Linked DNA regions of Sus scrofa: region 2 is linked to region 1. The links are chromatin contacts, called in public Hi-C maps. All regions are on one chromosome and are shown on one strand. Each heading gives the region's core, a stretch centred on a gene start, on an enhancer-like site or on the middle of the called end of the contact. The rest is flanking DNA. Distances are from core to core; before and after follow the strand shown. Region 1 holds the start of MRPS14 (28S ribosomal protein S14, mitochondrial). Region 2 holds the start of RFWD2 (E3 ubiquitin-protein ligase RFWD2).

What was found. Hi-C and Micro-C count contacts between places; a contact is called where the count stands out from the background.
Region 2: a contact with region 1 is called in a Hi-C map of alveolar macrophages, with 2.6 times the contacts expected there. The contact joins the promoter of RFWD2 here to the promoter of MRPS14 in region 1. A contact is called at or near these places in 3 of 47 Hi-C or Micro-C datasets (alveolar macrophages, embryonic fibroblasts and heart right ventricle).

Annotation. Positions count from the first base shown.
Region 1 is chr9:117,134,780-117,139,192 of Sscrofa11.1, forward strand. MRPS14 (28S ribosomal protein S14, mitochondrial) reads right to left here and starts at 2,409. Exons shown (of 3, transcript XM_013989625.2): 1 at 2,280-2,409. The coding sequence starts at 2,324.
Region 2 is chr9:118,112,521-118,116,933 of Sscrofa11.1, forward strand. RFWD2 (E3 ubiquitin-protein ligase RFWD2) reads right to left here and starts at 1,748. Exons shown (of 20, transcript XM_021063674.1): 1 at 1,080-1,748. The coding sequence starts at 1,483.

The DNA of each region.
Region 1 (4,413 bases), core at 1,159-3,658:
CAGCTATGGAAAATGATGATGGCTTCTTATAACTGCTGTTTAGAAAATACATACATATATATATATATATATACAGCATTATACAGAAAAACTGAAAATGAGAATACTAGACTGAAAAGATTTTTTTTCAATTTATTTTTTAAAAAAGATAAACTAAGCATCTTCAATGCTGAAAGTCTCATGGGGAAATACAACAACTCTATTATCTTTTTGGAAATAAGACAGCATGAGTGAAATTTCAATACTGATTTGAAACATGACTGGGTCAAATGAATACCGTGGTCACTGTGGCTTGAAATGAGCAACATGGAAAGGGGGCTTTGACAAGGCTTTGAAGGACTGACAGAATTCTGATACAGATGGGAGGTGGGGAAGGGAGAGAAGGTGATGTCTGTCCAAACCTAAAGAAAAAATGAACAAGATTACAGTTGTAAGGTCAGGGGACATCATTCTGGCTTTCTCCAGTTGCTCTTTTTCTCCCACAACTGGGAGAAAACATCCTTGCTTTTCACTGCAGCTCCTTGCTGAAAGGAAGCTTTGACTCTTGTGCCATTGAGTTATACTCCCACTGCCCGTCACTGTTGCAATCATCTACCACAGCCCCCACCATTCCCTTTCATTTTTCATTCACTGTATCCTGGGCCCACTGTCATTCTCTCCAGTATTCTTCCTGTCTTAATTCCTGGTGATTCCAATATATATGAACTTATACCCTGATCTCTCCATTTCTCGAACTCTTTCCCTCCAGTGGTTTTTGTCCTCCATTCTTCTTCACCTATTCACTTTCATGCCCCAGGTCTTTCATTACCAGTAAGTGCAAGCTTTCTATCATCATCATCATCATCACCACCCGAGGCACGTGGAAGTTCCCGGGCTAGAGACTGAATTCGAGCTACAGCTGCGGCTACACCAGATCTTTAATTTGCTGGCCAGGGCTCGAACCCATGCCTCTGCAGCGACCCGAATCACCACGGTTGAATTCTTAACCCACTGCATCAGAGCAGGAACAACAAGCATTCTATTTAATAACTGCGTTAATTCTCTATCACTTCTTTCCAGCTTGCTCCTTCTAACACCCAATAACAGCCACTCCGGGACTATTATTGGCTAGGGAGCACTTCAAGTTAACTAGAAGAATGTAATTCCTAATTTTACTTAATTTTATTTAATTAAAAATTTTAAAGAATTTAAAAATTTAAACAACCAAGGTAAATATCAAGTAACTGTTTTGATACTACATTTTCCATTTCAATGGTGGAAAATTTAGCATCCGAACTAAGATGTACTGTAAGTTTAAAATACATACTTCATTTTAAAGATCTATATTTAAAAAAATAAATATATCCCTTTACAGATTACATGTTGAAGTAACAGTATTTTGGATATACCTATTAAAATATTTCAATAAAATTAATTTCATCTTTTAATTTTTAAACGTGACCGCTATAAAACTTTAAATTACATATGTGGTTGGCATTTTATTTCTACTGGACAACGGTATTACAGATAACTCTTCAAGTTCCTGAGACCAAAAAAACCGAACACTAGTCACCACCTCTTGCCTACACAGCTCCAGCAATTCTCTCTCCTACATTTTCCCCACTCTACAGAATTTTTCCCTTTAACACAAAAACATGCAGTTACTTCTGCCACGTTAAAAATACACACACACAAAACACCTGTTCTTAACTCATCTCCTCTCCAGCTACCGACTCCCTTTTCTGCTCCCCTTTGCAGCAAAACGTCTTCAAATGCTCATCTCCAATTTCTTTCCTCCCGCTGTCTTGAACGGTTTCGCCCCTACTACGCAAAAAAACAACTATGATCAAGGTCCCACCAACTTTCTCACTACTAAACCCGACAGGCAACTATCGGCCCTTTTTAAAATTGATTTTGAGCAGAGTTGCCTACTCCCTGATCTTGGAATGCTTTCAGGCCACCACGCTCCTTCCTCGCTCTGCTCCTTTGAAGTCTCCTTTGCTCCGTTCTCTTAACACTGGAGTCCCTAGGGCCTCATTCCTCGGACTACTTCTGTCTCCACCTACATTCCTTAAAAAATGGAGTCAATCTGCAGCTTTGAACCCCACTTAGTTATAAGCGAATACCAAATTTAAAATCGCAGCTCAGCCCTCCCCTTAATCAGACAGAAGGGAAGTGGGGAGAGGGAGAACACTGACACGGGTCTGCACTGGACGCTACAGGTGGCAGAATGGTGGGCGACTCGCAGGTTTGGAGGTTCAGGGGAAAGAGGAGAGAGGGTATAAACGCGTGGGCCAGACCTGCCGGACGGTCCGCAGCAGAAAACCCAGCATGGAAGCCGCCATATTGTCCGCCGCAAGCGGCAAACCGCTGCAACTTTATTAACACAGCCGGAAACAGCGGACACGAGGGGCGGGGTCTGGGCCGCAGGGGGTGGGGTCTTTAGCGTACCGGCAGAAGGGAGAAGTTATTGGATAGGAGTTCTCGCGGTATTCAACGGAATTTGGGAATTAACAATCTGGAAGCGGAGTTGTGCTACTGACCGTGGAGGCTGACGCTCTTCACCTGTTCCTCTCAGATTCTTTACACAACCTCTTAAATTAACTGTGTCCCCACCCACCTCCATTTCTTTCCCCTACTCCCACCTGCCAGTTCATTCATTATCACTAGTTTCTGTTTCTCAAGTTCTCTCGCTCAACTTGCTTCTCCTGTACCCGCCATTAGTTTATTTGCCAGAAACCTAGAATTATGGTCAGCTCTTCCTCTGTTATCCCTTACGTAGATTTTGCAGGTATCTCCTTTCTCTCCGCTATATGATGAGAATGATCAAGTTGCTAATGGCAATGCTACAATTCCCATTTATATGTCTAGGGTTTAAAAAATAAATTTTAAAAATACAGTTTGCATATTGGAGCTTTAGGTGAAAAGGGCTTAAAACATTTGGGGGTTTTTCAGGTGGAGGGGAGCCTTGGCATTTAAAACTGCTGTTTTCAGTCTGTAGGTCAGAGAACTTTGAGTTCAGTTTCATAGCAAATGTCCTTTGTCTGGAATAAACTCTGAGGTGCCCCTTTGTGCGGATGTAAGGCAAGTACTACCCACCTACCGTCCTGGTGAAAGAATATCAAGGACTGTATCTTAGTGGGACCTGTATTTTAGATGTGTTGATTGATGAAGGAGGAGTTGCCTGTGTGTTACTTATATCTGCATCATTGAACAGGAATCTTGTGGAAAGGGAAGATGAGTACATACTCCTTTTTTTTTTTTTTTTTTTTTTTTTTAAGAAGATCAAGTTTATTGGGACATAGCTAACGGACTGGGGAGACACTGACTGAGACCAGCTGGCAGGAAAGGACAGCATAAGCCCCTATCATAGCAGAAGCAGAAAATTCTTGAACAGGGGTCAGGCAGCCACCTATTCCTAATTCTAGCCCATGTAATGCCCTTCTCTCTCCTCCCCACAGTTGAAGGTCATTTTCTGCAATTGTAATAGGGAAGAACCTATGTATTCTATTAAAAGTTAATCACTGAAGGGATGTTACTTATAAGCTAAAATTACACATAATGGTCCATCTCTGGTGACCCTGCCTCCCAGGTAATGAGAGTTAAGCTAAAATACCTTTGTTTAGCTCACAGAAAACATCCTGACCAGGCCCAACTATGAATGCCTGCAGGAAGGAAGAAATTAACACATGCCTCTGGAGTTGACCTGGAACCAGGACTTTATCCCCTCCCCTTTTAGTATATATATATTTTTAAAAAAGCCATAATTCTAACTCTGGGAAGATGATTTTTTGGGACACCATTGCCCCATCTTGTTGGTTTGCTGGCTTTTGGAATAAAGCCACTATTCCTTGCTCCAACAACATGTCTCCAGTTTACTGACCCGCCTTGCAGCAAGCAGTACACCCTTAGACTCAGTAACACAATCAGCTCATGAAATGGGTGAGCCAGCTGTATACACAGTGTCCTTTTTTTAAAATTGAGGTAAAATATATATAAAATAATTTTTACTATATTTAACCATTTTTAAGTGTACAGGTGGATGGCTTTAAATACATTCACATTATTGTACAACCATCACCACTGTCCATCCCCAGAACTTTACCTTCCCAGACTGAAACTCTGTACCTATTAAACAGTAACTCCTCATTCCCCCTGTACCCCAGCCTCTGGTGACCACCATTCTGCTTTCTATCTCTATGAATCTGACTACTCTACATACCTCATATTAGTCGAACCACACACTTGTTTTGTGTCTGGCTTCTTTCTTTAATATTACGTCTTCAAAATGTATGCATCTGTCAATACTTCCTTACTTTTCGTGACTGAATAATACTCCATTGTAAGGATATGTATCATTTTATTTCTCTTTTCATCTGTTGATATTCACTTGCTCTGCTTCCACCTTTTGGCTATTGTGAATAATGCTATTGT
Region 2 (4,413 bases), core at 498-2,997, 980 kb after region 1:
GACAACAATTCAGATCATCTTCAACCCTGAAGTGAATCAACTTCCCCTACAATGACAGTGCAAGTCAACTTCCTACATCACTAATATTCTATCGGCAATTTTCTCCAGAGGAAAAGCACAAAATCCTACCAGTTCTCACTCAGCTACAAGCAATTCCTTTCTCGTAATCCTACCACTTGGATTGGGTTGTAGATACAAAACCCAATGAAAATTCCCAAACACTCTCCAGCAAGACAATCAACTCCATCTTTCACTTATCAAGGATAACCTCTCTATGCCAAAAGTTGTAACTGTGTATCATTCAAGACTCTATGATGACAATTCCTAGTGTTTCTCAAATCCGAAGTTTCAGTATACTCTAATGTGTTAATACAAATGTAATACAGTTGCATCTGACACACGAATGACAAATATAAATGTGGTCCCCTCTTTCAAGACGTTCAGCTGAGAGGTGGAATTCTTTGGTGAACAGACTTCCTTGACTACAGGAGCGTCAACAACAGATTTAAAAGTGACCCAGCCTCTGAAGTGGGAGGAGATATTTACACGGACACACGATGGATATTTACATCAAATACTACTTCCCTTTAAACATCCATGTTTAGAGTACCATCCACCATACTTCCAATAAGAAAATTTTGACCACCAACTCCCTCCCTCAGCATCCCGGGAACCTTAAGCCTCTCTCTCTGTACAAGTTTTAATTAACCTCAACGAGCAATCCGGACTGACAGGGTGCCTAATTCCTCAGATAGCCAGAAAACGCAAGGCCCAACCTCCGTGCCCAACTTTCTCCTTTTCTGTACAGCAATTTATTTGACCTTCCATCGCTCCCCTTATTTATTACTCCCTAAACTCCCTCCACTTCTCCCCACCAGCATCGACGTCTTTAATACCTCCATCCTGCCATCCTGCCTCGGGACTCCCCCACCTCTCCTCACCAACCCCTGCAAACGCTCGGATCCCTCTGCAGACACCGCCACAGAGCCCAACACACCGCCCTCACCCCGGACCCCAGCCGCCCCAACAGCAGAAAGTCCTAAGGTAGAGAGAGGCAGAAGGCTGCTCGTCCAACGCACCAGACGAAGTCGTTGCTTTTGTCCTCATAGGAGTTGATGAGCCCGTTGCACAGGGGGGCGAGCAGAGGTCGCTTCCTGCTGCCGCTGCCTAGGCTGGAGCTGCTCCCTCCTACGCCAGCGCTGGGCCTGGCGGCGCAGCTCAGCCGGGACAGGCCCGCGGACACCGCCCCGGCGCTGCCGGACACGGCGGCCGCCACCAGCACAGGCCGCACCGGGCCCCCGAGGCCGCCAGAGCCCGCGGCCTGGGCCGCCCCGCCGGACCCCAGCGCCGCCGCCGAAGCTGCCAAGGAAGGGGGCGACGGGGAAGAGGATAAGGACGAGGAGGCGGAAGTCACCGAGGAGGCCGCCGAGGAGCCAGGGCTGGTCCCTGCGGAGCCCGAACCGACCTGGCGGCTCCCAGACATCGTGACTCCCTCCCCTCCGGACGGGCGCTCGGAGGAGAGGGACCTGCCGCCGCCTCCCTCCCCTCCGCCTCAGCGCATCCTGAGGACGAGCGACGCGCCGGGAGGTGGGGCTGAGAAACAATAAAGTTGATTTTTGTTAGGCAACCACACAGCAGCGTCCGGCGGGAGGGGGCGGAGGGAACTATTAAAGCAGAGCAGGAACCACTACCGCTCTCGAGGCCGCCGCCGCCGCCGCGATCACCGCCGCAGCCAACCCGGGCGCGCCGTGGGCCGGCCGTGCGCGCGCGCGAGCGGCGGAAGGGGCGGGAGCGGCGGGGGATACAACTTTAGACGCGCCCGCTGCCGGGGCGGTGCTCAGACACGCACGGCGCTCAGACACGCACAGCGCTCCCTGGGCGACGGCGGCCTAGCAACGACCGCTGCCCTCATCGAGAGCTGGTTTCCTTCGTGACGCGCCCGAGGGCAGGGCTGTCTTAAGGGGTGAAAGGGCTGCGGAGAGAGAGGAATGGATGGCAGTGGTGGCCGAGCGGTTTGGCGGAGGGGGAAGATGAGGAGCGCTCCAAAAGCGACTGCGCAGGCGCACCCTGGGCTCCGACCCTCGCAGGTTACCCAGGGTCCCAGCTCCAGGGGAAGAGGAGCGGCGCTGGCGGTGAGTCGCTGCACCACGCATGCGTGGCAGCGAGCCGCATTCCTGAACGTGGGCAGGGAGCGGTCGCTGCTGACTGGAAGGCGGCAGTGTGACCCAGTAGCTATGGCACAGCAGGTGCTTCCGAATCCGGGATTGGAGGCTCTGAAGCCTAGGACACACAGAAGGAACCTAGAAGCTCTGAGCAGTTGAAAAGAGCAGTGGACTAAGAGTCAAGGACTCTGGGCTATGCTTTAACCATTCCATAGTTTTGAAGTCAGTGAATAGTGCTTCGTAAATTACAAACATTATGGAAAGTTTATGGGTTCGACTATGATCTCTTGGATTTTGAAAAGTTATTTACCAAGTTAAGTATAAACATGAAAAAGCAAATTGTATTTAATCGGAACACAACTCGGTTAAAGCCCACATCTAACGTGGATTTGATGTGATTTCTATCACAAAACAAGGAAACCTAGCAGTTAATACCACCAGAAGATGCGATTTCTGGTAGGCTTTTTCGAATACTGAAAGTTGATTTCAGTTTTTCATTTGCCACTTTGAAACTCCCTAAGATTCTGGGAGATATAAATTAGAAACAACTAAACTGGAATTTTCGGTATCCCTTCCAACTCTATTATCTTGTGATTCTTAGAGGGAAAGATCTCTGATTTAATTCTGTCCTGGGTATTGAAGACTATAGTGCAACTATATGCACCTTTCCCTAGGAACACCTGTCCATGCTGAAGGGACAGCGCCAGAGAAGGCTGAGCCATTTACCTGGCAGTGAACTTGCATAAAGGTGCGAACCTACTGAGGACTGCCTTAGCCGCTCACCTGGAATTCCCAGCTCAAGTTTCTGCTCAGAATAATGATAGGTATGAGCATATCAGATTTCCAAGAACCATCTCCCTTTTATGAGCATTGCATTTTCCAACTTTGTTTAAATTCACTTTCAAGAGCCAACTGATGTGAAGCTTTACTGACTCCTAGGCAGGAAGAGTTGCACCCTCATTTCTGCTCCTAGAATATTTTGTTTGCACATATAATGTATTTTAGTGGTGTATATGTTTGTCTTCCACTAGCCTATCAGCTTCAGCTTTGTGCTCCTAACATGTAACACAATACTTGACCTATGATAAGTGCCTGTAGGGGTAAAAGAGTTTATATGGGGGAGCCATACTTTAAAGAGCCTCTAATCTACTTTGAAAAATAGCCTACAAGCAGCTGGAAACAATGAAGGCATTAAGTGGGGGTAAAATACTTTCACAATGGTGTTTTGAAGATTAAATGTTCAGAATAATCTTTGAGCAGAGGTGGGAGATTAGGAGCAAAGAAACGAATTAGGAGAAAATTATAACAGTCTAAGCATAGGTGATTAGATTCTAGATTAGGGTGCTGACAAGGTAGGTAAAGGAGTATTTCTGGAAACACACACACACACACACATGCAAAAGAGTCTACAGCATTAAGTTATTCTCTGTAAAAGAATACAATCCTTTAGGACATGACCTATGTCTGTCATCATAGGCTTTCCTAGTGATTGATACGAAGCCCAGTAAGTTGATTACATAAAAATGATAGAACACAGGGATAAATGACTCCAATGATGACTCCAGGTGTGCCAACATGACAATTATAGATGGCCAATGGATGGTTTAATTTTGGATGTGTTAAGTAAGCATGGGATGAAAATACACTCAAATAACCATATCTAGGCAGTGACTGAAAGTTCGGGCTAAGGCACAGGAGAAAATTCAGCACATAGCAGAAATAAAACTGCAGTTTCCTAAGCTTTATCTCCAGAGATTCTGACTCTGGTTCTGGGCTAAGACATGAATTTGCATTCTTATCAGCACCCAAGTGAACCTGATGCAGGTGACTGACCTTTTGAGAAATACTGTGATAAATATTTTATCAGGTAGGAGTTGCTGTTGTGTGCACAGTGGAGACGAATCTGACTAGTATCCATGAGGATGCGGGTTCAATCCCAGTAGGTTAAGGATCTGGCATTGCTTGGATCTGCTGTGGCTGTGGCTGTGGCTGGCAGCTGTAGCTCTGATTCGATCCCTAGCCTGGGAACTTCCATATGCCACAGGTGTGGCCCTAAACACACACACACACACACACACACACACACACACACACGCACAAAAGCAAAAAAAAAAAGTATTTTAGGGAGTGTAGGAAAAATATGTAAAATAGCCTCTTCTTTCCAGGTATCTTTTTTTTTTTTCTTTTTTGTCTTTTTAGGGCGGCATCCACAGCATATGGAGGTTCCCAGGCTAGAGGTCAAATCAGAGCT